2 separate regions of the Capsicum annuum genome follow, and region 1 is linked to region 2. A link is a contact called in public Hi-C data. All regions are on one chromosome and are shown on one strand. The core of a region is the stretch at or near the end of the contact, and the rest is flanking DNA. Distances in the headings are between cores, read along the strand shown.

Region 1 (5,581 bases), core at 2,918-5,417, 200 kb before region 2:
TCCTGTGAGTGCTGTAAGTCAGTTTATGACTTTCCCCTATGATAGTCATTGGAATGTAGTTGTTCGTATTCTGGGATATATAAAGGCAGCTCCATGTAAAGGACTAATCTTTAAGAATCGAGGTAACGAGCATATCATTGGATACACAGATGCTGATTGGGCAGGATCACTTTCTGATAGATGTTCTACCTCCGAATATTATGTTTTAGTAGGAGGTAATTTGGTGTCTTGAAAAAGTAAGAAACAGAGTGTGGTTGCTCGATCTAGTGCAGAAGCAGAATATCGAGCAATGGTTGTAGTAACTTGTGAGCTAATTTGGATCAAAAAGTTGCTGAGAGAGCTATTCGGGAGAAGGTGAGAGTAGTGTCGGTGAAGGATAAAATGTGAGAAGTGAGGTTGAGGTGGTTTGGTCATATGATGAGGAGGGGCACGGATGCCCCGGTTCGTAGGTGTGAGAGGTTGGCCTTGGATGGTTTCAAGCGGGGTAGGGGTAGACTACTGTTGGGAAGTGATAAAAAGTGACTTGGAGTGATTACAACTGGCTGAGGACATAACCCTGGATAGGAAGGTATGGAGGAAAAGCATCAGGGTAGAGGGCTAAAGTGGGTGGATGAGTCGTAGTCAGTAGGTAGGAGGGCCTCGGTGTCCTTTGTTTGGCAATGTACAATTTTGTGTGGATGTCGTACCTATGTTATTTTTATCGTGTTTCATGCTTTTGATGTTTTATATACTGTCCTTTGTCTTGAGCCGGGAGTCTATCGGAAACAGCCTCTCTACCTTTTTAGAGGTAGTGGTATGGACTGCGTACACTCTACCCTCCCCAGATCCCACGATGTGGGAATGTACTAGGTTTTTTGTTGTTGTTGTTGTTGTTCCTGAGAGAGCTAAAATTTAGAAAAAATGATAAGATGAAACTTGTGTATGATAATCAAGCAGCCCTTCATATCGCATCAAATCCAGTGTTTCATGAGAGGACTAAACACATAGAGATTGATTGCCACTTTGTCAGAGAAAAGATACTCTCAGGAGATATTGTTACAAAATTTGTGAAGTCAAGTGATCAACTTGCAGATATCTTCACCAAGTCCCTCACCGGTCCTTGTATTAATTACATTTGTAACAAGTTAGGTACATATGATTTGTATGCACCAACTTGAGGGGGGAGTGTTAGAATATGAATAGGAATAGTAAATCCTACTTGAAAAAGGATTGTACTAAAGTGTCTATAAATAGGGTCTAGATGTAATTATGTAGACACACAATTTTCAATAATATTTTTTTCTCTCCATTAATTCTCGCAACTTAGAGTTAGGACATGTCTTCCTCATGAGAAAGAAAAGGTAATTTACCACTTTCAGAAAATACGAAGTAGCACTAAAAACGCCAAGGTGCATTGTGCAAGGTCCTAGAGAATTCACTGGACCAACTACATATGCTTGCTAAGTTCTAGAAGGTGTTTTCTGCTTCTAGTTATCATACCAACAGAGAATCTAAGCTCATGGTTCAAGGACATCAAATGTGGCTGCTCAAATAAGTAGACGATAGAACTCTTATGTAGAAAACATAGCCAATTTATATTTCTCACTAGTGCATTTTGTCGATAAGATAGGAAATTCCCCAAGACTGGATTTTGAAGGCAGCTGAATGTTGTCCAGAAGGTTACCTTTGTTGAATTTCTTTTACAGAAACCAACCCCTCCCCTCCACTTTCCCCAACCAAAATTAAAAAGGATAAAGCCACCACATCATTTAAAACAGCCTTTCTGATGTCATCAATCGCGTAATGACATTTATGGTAATAGATATCTAACCTTTCCAGCCGATTGTCCATATCCAGAGTAATCATACCTAAAGAAGCACACATGAGCAAGTTAGTGAAGAACAAGAAACCAAGGAAAATAGCAATCTCACTGTCTAGTTTGACAAATTTCTATACAAAAATGAGAAGAAAGGGTGAAGAAAGAAGAGAAGGATTTAGGCATAAAATCATGTGAAACAAATGTTTCCTTATTCATTTGACCTATGGTACACTTGAATAAAAGTATTTGATAGAAAAATACTGATGCACCACCAAATCTTAAGCTTCACCAAAAGAAATACATTATCCTTTTCTCTGTTTCACCCCTACCAAACAAAAGAACTATACTAAAGCAATTTTTTAAGTAAAGTCCATCAACAGTAGCATTATGAACTTCATAATCCAGCTCGCTCCTTGTAATAAATATCCACAATAATTAATCTAAGTCCCTGATGTGTTTTAAATGATATATGTTCCTTCCTAACAGTACGATCTTAAATGAAGATCCGAACTCATCGGAGAGAGGGAGAACTCGTATAGAAGAGCTTAAAAAGGAAACATGTATATGGATTTCCTTGCTAAGACACTTTCCTTTATGAATACAGATAGGATATTACATTAGTATTAGAAAATTACATATTACTAATGTGCGTTACTTATGCTCCATTTAAAATTTAGTCTTCAATAGATAATTCCCCATTAGCTCTTGAACAAATACATCTACTTGCTGACAAAGAACATCATACATCCAACATCTCCAATTCACATTCAGTGAAATGTCACACAAAAATGGAAGTTCCAATTGTCGGTTACCAGAAAAGCTGCATTTTGGGTCGCTAGGATAGGAAAAAATAACCTAAACTAACAAAAAGAGAAAAGAAACTCATACTTCCTTACTTGTCACTGATCAGATTAATTTTGCCTTTCTCTTTTTCTTTTTCCCTTCCTTAAATTTTATCTTTTATCAGGATGGAGGGCCTTTCTGCATTATAGCTCCAAGTCAGTTAAATGCAATTGTCCTAGTTTTCAGAACAATATATTTCCTCTAAGAAATGCCATAGCAAAAACTGGAGCAAGGGTATAAAGAAAAAATGGGTGATCTAACTTCTAAAGCTCAGGATCAGATGACAAAGAAGCAAAAACAAAGCAAACATAAAAGCTACTCCATTTGTTTCAATTTGTTTGGTTGGTTTTAACTTCCCAGTGAGTTTTAAAAAGTAAAGAAAACTTTAAAATCTTAGGGTTGGTTTGATACGCAGGATGAGACGGGATATCCTAGCATTAAGACTGAGATAAGATTTATACTACAATTAGTTGACGGTATAAACCCAAGGGTGAAGCTAGTGGTCAATGAAGTGGGTTCAGCACTTGTGGTCTAAGGTTCAAATACTAGTAGAGATAAAACACTAGGTGATTTCTTTCCATCTATTCTAGCCTTGATGGACAAAGTTACTTGATACCTGATATTGTTGGGATGTGACATGTATCTTGTGGAATTAGTCGAGGTACACACAAGCTGGTCCGAACACCATGGTTATCAAAAAGAAAAAAGACTTATACAACCAATCAACCACCGTATAAATTTTATTCCAAGCTTATTTTTGGGATATCTCAATATATCCAAATCTAACTATTATAATTCTACGATAATTTACTCCCATACCAAATGAACCCTTATGATCTTAAACTAAAGATACATAAAATATATCAAAATTACCTTTAATCCTGTTATTTAAACATGTCATATAAAAATTTTAGAATTAAAAATTTAACAAAAAAAGGGGAAAAAACATTTTCTTCCAAACGAAAGTAAACCAAACAAATCGAAACAGATGGGAAAACATAGATAATTTTGTTAAATAATTCTGCAGAGTACTGATACTTTTACCCCATAAGATTAACCCGAAGACGGAGGCTCAACTCAACAAAAAATTCAAACATTTGCCCCAAATCAGCAGCATTTCCATGAGAATAAACCATAGAAGCCGACGCCTTCGGGTGCTTCACGTATAATGCAACAATTTCATTTCCCCTTTGAGTACGCAGCTTCAAAACATCAACATTTTCCCTCCTCGGTACCTCCGGTATGCATAACTTACCGCTGCACGACTCGTCGGAAACAACCGAATACGACGGAGGATTCGGTGGGAAAAATGCGAATTTTGCAGCGATGGATGACGTCACACCGCCCATATTGTGGTGGTGGTGGTGAACGGCGGCGCGTGAATCGGAAAGAGGAGCTGCGTAGTGGTTTTTTCTTTTATAGAAGGAATAAGAGAGACTATTTTGAACGTTTGAATTTCAGTTTTCTGTTATTTAATAACGAGTGTCTTTAGTACTTCATATAAAATGAGGGTTTTGACATTATGCTTGATGTCAAAGAAACGTGTGTGAGGATAATTTTGTCATTTTACATGATATGCTGATGAGTTTATATAACTTTATTACACGTGTAGCATCAGATATGTGTCATTCTCTACCTCCTTCTTATCTTTGTGTTGTGTTCTCCATTATCTCTCCATTGATAAACATGTAAAATCGACAATTAAGAAAGTAAAAATAAATTTTGCGTTGTTATACTTGCTCTCTACCGGGTGTTTTTCTTTTCGACTTTTTGATTATACAGATTTTATTCGTTGCGTTGAAGTTTGTTTATTTTAAGAATTGGGGTTTGTTTGGATTACTGAAATTACTGCTTATATTGTGAAAATTTTTATCTGTTTGAAAATTTTGAGTTGTTCTTCGCAACTAATGTACTAGGTGTATTTTGTTTCGGCCCCTTTTTTTAACCCCTTTTCTTATAGTTTTGGGAGATTGACAGCTTAAGTAGGATTTTCTTTTACTTTTGAGAGATTTGTAGTTTTCACATAGATCCCGAGCAAATCAAATAAAATAAATATCGCTATGAGTCAAATCTTCATCTCCAAACAAAGAACCAACAAAACTACTAATAAGCAATTTCAATCAAAATATTTGCACAAGAAAAGTTCAAATTTTTAACACTTCAAAAGTTTTGTGAAGGAAATTCTTAATCTTTTCGGTGATTTTTTTTAAGCAGTATTTGTGTCTTCCATCTGATTTTTCTATCTGCCTGCAAGAGAATATACTGTTATCTTGATTTCTTTGAATGTTTTACTTTCGGGTAGTTTAAGATAGGTAACAGACAGAGTTGAAAGGTTATGAAATGCATAGGCAAACTTTCTTACTTTAGTTGTTCCTCCAGATATATTTTTCGATTTGCATTATATTAATAATTCTGATCCTACCCCTGCAAAGAAAATTTTTCAGTAAGAAGGTATAACTAAAAGTGCCTAATTTTATGTCAATAAGACCTCAAGTTATAATGAGAAAGGCCTTAATTAGTTCTTCTTTATTTTTTAGATTTTATTTTTGTATAAATAATGTAAATACCAACCTTTTTGAAAGTAATTACACTCTCTCCCACTTTTTTAATTACTTTACTCTCTCAATCTCTCTCCCTATTAATATACATAGCATAACCGATATATACATAACATTCTGTGTATATGTTGAGATTTTTGTAATATGTTCAGAAAGTTGAGATTTTTTGTAATATTGAAAACATAAGTTGTGTATTTGTGTAATTTTTAATTTATTTTGACGGAGTAGAAAATAATGGAGTGTAAAGTAGTCCCGCTGTTGAATATAGTCACTACTTTTCTGTGAGTTGTTGTAGCCAAGTATTGCGTAGGAGAATTGTGATTGTCTTTTGTGGCTCAATTACTTTTATGTTTATCCATCTTTATATACTCTACTGACCTAC
Region 2 (5,629 bases), core at 1,639-4,138:
TTTAATTAATGACTCAGCAAGATCATTTTTAGTGTGTCTATGAGCTACAGGATGTTTAAATTTTATCCCAATTGATATGCAATAATCATTAAATGCTTGGGATGAAAACACTGTAGCATTGTCAAGGCGAACATACTTAATCTGATTATCAGGAAATTATGCCCGTAATCGTATTATTTGTGCCAATAATTTTTAAAATGCGAAGTTGCGAGATGACAATAGACACACATGACACCATCTAGAAGAAACATCTATTAGGACTATGAAATAGCTAAGTGACCCACTAGGTGGGTGAATAGGTCCATAAATATCTCCTTGTATGCGTTCTAAGAATGCAAAGGGTTTAATCTCAATCTTAGTTGGTGATGGTCTCACAATTAACTTGCCTTGATAACAAGCAGTACAAGAAAATTCATCATTTAAAAGAACATTCAAGTTCTTTAAGGAATGCCCATTTGAATTTTCTGTTATTTGTCTCATCATTATAGATCCAGGATGTCCCAATCGATCGTGCTAAAGTTAAAAAATATTTGAATTAGTAAACTTTCGATTTACAATAGAATGTGCCTCAATTACACTAATCTTTTTCAATACAAACCAAAAGATAAAGCAGGAAACTTTTCTATAATATATGTCTGCCTAGAGACATTCTTGGTAATACCAAGATATTAAAGATTCAACTCATTCATTGTCTTGATATGATAGCCGTTTTCACGAATATCTTTAAATTTCAATAAGTTTCTCTGAGACTTAGGAGAAAATATAGCATTATTTATGATGAGTTTAGCTACCTTAGGCAAAATTATAGTGGCTTTGCTAAAACCTTCAATCAAATTAATACTATCAGAAATTATAGTAACATTATCTTGTCCATACTTAAATAAAAAAAATATTTCTCATTTTTAAATATTGTGTGTGTTGTGCCAGTATCAATAAGAAAATGTCTTCATAATTCGATAAATTGCTTTGAGAATTATCCATATCTTCAAATAGAATAACATACACAAAATAAAAAAGTTAAGTAATATAACAATTATTCACAGTTACCATTTGCTGTGAAATTTTCAAAAAGATCACTTTTAATTAAATCAAACATGTATGTTATTTTGTGAAATTGATTTTAATTAAATCATTCATTTTTAGATAAAAGAGTCTATTGATGACTTGATAACAAAATAGCATCCATCATAACTAAAAAATATTAAAATACTATTTAATCAAAACAGGATCAAAATGGGTCACTTTACTAATGAACTTATGATAATATGACTAGTAAGAAAAAAATACTAATTAAAGTACCGTACTCATATAAACAACTACTATTACATGATTTTTAATTTACTAATTACTACTTTAGCAAAATAAATAAACTTTTTCATTCTTCCATAGTCACAGAACCATCACCAATCAAGTGATCTATCTTTCCTTCAAGGTGCTCGAAGAAATCGTCTACATCTAAGTGTGCGATGTCAACATGATTTTCATAGATAAAATTAGCTTCAGGATTTTTTTTCTTTCTTCTTTTGTGATGCTTGGTAAAGCTCAACCAAAATTTTGAGAGTGCGATAGTCACGCGCATGTGTCCCTTTGCACCACATCGAAAATAAACACATGCTCTAACCGCATCATGTTTCTCATCTTTTTCTTGTTCTTTTTTATGGTGTCTTTTATTTGTTGAATGATTAACACCAGGAACATGGTTTCTTTCTTGACCATAATCACGACCACGTCCACGTCCACGTCCGGAATCAGGTCCCCAACATTTTCCACGCCTAGCATGATGGGCGTACACCTCATTCACTTCTAAAAATGGTGTTGATCCAGTAGGTCGATTTTCATTAACAAATTATTATTTTGTTCAGCCATAAGAAGAAGAAAACTCAATTCAGAATACTTCTTGAAATCTTTCTCTCGATATTGTTGCTGTAGAAACACATTCGAGGAATGAAAGGTAGAGAGTAATAGTCTCTCCACATAGTTTTACCTGAGAAAAAATTCTGAACGTGACAGAATTGTATTCATGCAGAGACTTATAGTCTTGAAACCTAAGATGCATCCAGTCTTATCGTGCTTTTAGATGGATGACCATCTTTAGGTGGTCATACCTTTCTTTAAGGTTATTCCACAAAATAAGTTGATCCTTAACAGTAAGATATTTAATTTTCAAAATTTCGTCAATATGATGACACAAAAATATCATGACCTTAGAATGATCTTGTTTTGATGTTTTATTTTCAATTTTAATGACGTCTCCAAGACCCATAACATCTAAATGGATTTCAGCATCCAATACCTATGAAAGATAGTTCTTACCCTAGCTTTGAAGGGCAACGAACTCAAGTTTTGTAAGATTAGACATATTAAAGAAATGAGAGAATAATACCTTATCCTTCAAATTTTGATATGATAGGGCTTCATGTTGATAACGTGTTATATAAACAAAGATAAAATATCAATATCAAACTTTAAAGAAAGGAGAGAACTTTAGGGAATTTAGTAATACTTCTTGTACTACTTTTATATGTCAATAAAATATACAAAGGGTGACTATTCATAAACCACCAAACTTAAGTTTTTTAACATTGTCAAACTTGACTTCAAATTGGCAAGTTGATTAACTATTTAGGTATTCAAATTCAAATTGAGCAAGTAATTTTTGTTCTTCAAATCTAATTTGACTATTAATTATTATGTCTAATATTTCATACATATACAAGTCACATGACGTTTATATTATATAATAATAATAAATTTTAAAGGATTTTTAAGATAATCAATAATCTAAGTATTCACTAAATAAAATCTTTATCAGTAGTGTTTTTCCTTTTTTTCTTTTAAAAAAACTTCTCTTTTTGATATCAGGTCATGTCATCTGTGGCAAAAGAATTACAAGGGTCTTTGAATATTTCAAAAAAGTTTCACATAGTAAACGACAAAAGTCAGTTGCTCCTTGTTGTGTTTACTTGGACAAAGAAGAGATGACAGATTTGATTGATTCAGAAAATCTACTCACCTCAACCAATCCAGCAACACCCTCACCCCCCACCCCACTCCCCACACGCAAACGACGGCGTTTTTCACCTCTGTTCGTCAGCCTTCTTGCTTACTCCAGTCATTTTTCTCTCTCACTTTCCTACAAGTTTACAGTTGTTGACCAAACCCATTCAACAAAGCCTCCGTTTTGACAAAAAGTTGAAAATTTCAACTGTTATTGTTAAAGCAGAAATCTTGAAATTTTGAGTTTGAGGGGCGATTTTTTTTTTTTTTTTTGAAAAGTTCAACCGGTTTTTTTAAAGCAAACATTTGGGGTTGGAAAAAAGAGGGATGAATCCGAATTGGGAGCTTCAGAATTGTTGTAATCGTGACCAAAAGCTTTTTCTTGTTACCATTGGTGTTTTCACTGTTGTGATTCTTGTTGTAAGTCTCTCTCTCTCTCTCTCTCTCTCTCTTTGGATAATTTTGGTCTTTATTTGTAGATCGAGAAAATGTAAGAAAAGAAGTTTTATGCTAACTTTTTGCAGTTATATGTCCCAGCTTTTTTGTTTATCTCCACTATTTGCCATGCGTCATTTAATCTGAGGGTTTGTCGGAAATAGCCTGTCTATTTCTACCAGGTAGAGGTAATGTATTAGGTACATTCTAACTATTTCACATTGTTTGACATGCGTTATTCAAGCCGAGGGTCTAGAGGAAATAGTCTTGTCTAGGGGTAAGGTCCGCGTACTCTCTGCCCTTCCCAGACTCTACTTGTGAGATTACACTGGGTATGTTATAATTGTTGTATGATCCTGCTTTTTTGTAGCTAATTAGGAGAGAAACGCAAGATTTCAAGGTTATTGGTATTGTTTGATAGAAAAGTGAAAAGTGTTTTTTTTTTTGAAAAAAGAAAAAAGGGTTCTTCCTAAGCCTCAAGTTTGAAATTCTAAAGCTTTTTCAGTTTCAGGGGCGGATCTAGGTAAAAAGGGTAATTTTTTAAAACTTCAGTGTACAAGACTGGAAGTTGACTCAGAGGTTTAGGGAAGTCAAAATTTACCTTGTGGTTCAAGTTCAAATCTCAGGCACTAGATTTTAATTTTCTGAACCCCCTTAGTGAATTGATTAGCTAGTATCTATAGATTTTAGAGCTTCCGAACAGTGCTATTGGCCTTTATTTGCTTCATTTTGTTGTTAAGAACAAAAGAAGTGCGGATAGCTTGAAAGTAGGATTGAGTTTGAAAGAATGATCACATGCAGTATAGTCTTATCTTCATATCATTCTGTTCTGATCCTTAACAGTCAATACCCTAAGAATTTACTTGTAGAGCAGTGGTTATTAGGAAATGGTTAGTTTAGGAGTTTGTTCCCAATTATTTGTTGATAGAAAATGGTTAGCTAAACATTTCACCTACACATTTTTTTTTTTCCTGATCAAAATGTGTAGGTTAATGCTTAGCTAACACCGAAAAGTGTGGCCTAGTTGTCGATTAAACTAGAAAGAAACCATGAAGGACCAATATTGGTGGGACAATATAGGTATCTGGTGCAATAGTCTAGGTATACACGCGTTATAAATTACAAGAAGTGAAGAATTTAGCTAATAACAGTAACATAGCCCTCACCCGTATGTTTTCATTTAACCCCCCTCCCTCCCTCTCACCACCATTCATTCCACTAACTCATCACGTATATATAAATATCAATGCATGTACAGTACATGTGAAATGTAAGAAAAACGTTGATATAAACATCCATGAGAGTTTCTGAATTTGTAATTAGTTCTAATAATCTCTATTGCAGCAGGGCATCTCTAAAAAGACGAAAGCCTAAAAATGAGGATAAAATATTTTACAAAATGGACAAATAATATCACTTGATTAGAATCTTTATTCATTCAGGAAGTCATTTATATTTTAGAATGGGATTTATGGATCTCCTTAGCAAGAATTTTGATTGGTCGATATGATGTGTGTCGTCAAAGTGTTGAAAAGGTATCTTTTATCTCAAAAACCTAATTCAATGCATTGTGAAAAATGGGAAAATTTGTCCACCTGCTTTTTGTTCAAAATCACTGTATAATGTATAAAATAGTTTCTTCAGTACATTTTTTAAAGAAAATGGAAGTACTGCGGTACATCCATGTGTGTATCTTTTAGGTCGAGCATCACATTCTCAGAAACGTACCGCTTTATCCCCATGTAGTTGATCTTTTTAAATTGTTAAGGTTATTTAGTGAAGCAAGTCTCTATTTCCTCAACATGTTAATGAGTTATAACACTGCATCCATCTCAGAAGCATATGTATAAATTACTTTGATGTAGTACTTGCAATTTGAGAAGCTAACCATGATATATGTGTATGATCATAACACTTCATCTCCTATGTGTGAGTTGTTTCTAGTCTTCTTGAGAATTAATATAAGATGCTTAAGGTTGTTATGCAATGCTAAGTCATGCGCAAATGATATACTAGATTTCCTTTTTCTCATATATTTGCCATAAAATATTCCCGACTGTTTTCATGTAGTCATTTTCTAACCACTTTTTCTTCTCTTTGCCTTTATTATAAAGTTTTTGCATATTCATTTTTCTTTTTTCCCCCGTTCTGAATATCATAACAGTTATGGAGGACATTTCTCCTGATACCTTTCAAG

What was found. A called contact is a pair of places that touch in the nucleus more often than the background predicts.
Region 1: a Hi-C map of leaf shows a contact between it and region 2, with 2.4 times the contacts expected there. The contact joins the promoter of LOC107868135 here to the promoter of LOC107868133 in region 2. A contact is called at or near these places in 4 of 5 Hi-C or Micro-C datasets (bud, leaf and placenta).

Annotation. Positions count from the first base shown.
Region 1 is chr4:108,536,744-108,542,324 of UCD10Xv1.1, reverse strand. It overlaps LOC107868135 (alpha/beta hydrolase domain-containing protein 17C), which reads right to left and starts at 4,167. Exons shown (of 5, transcript XM_047411937.1): 1 at 3,686-4,167; 2 at 1,811-1,847. The coding sequence starts at 3,990.
Region 2 is chr4:108,337,151-108,342,779 of UCD10Xv1.1, reverse strand. LOC107868133 reads left to right here and starts at 2,888. Exons shown (of 10, transcript XM_016714726.2): 1 at 2,888-3,417; 2 at 5,597-5,629. The coding sequence starts at 3,325.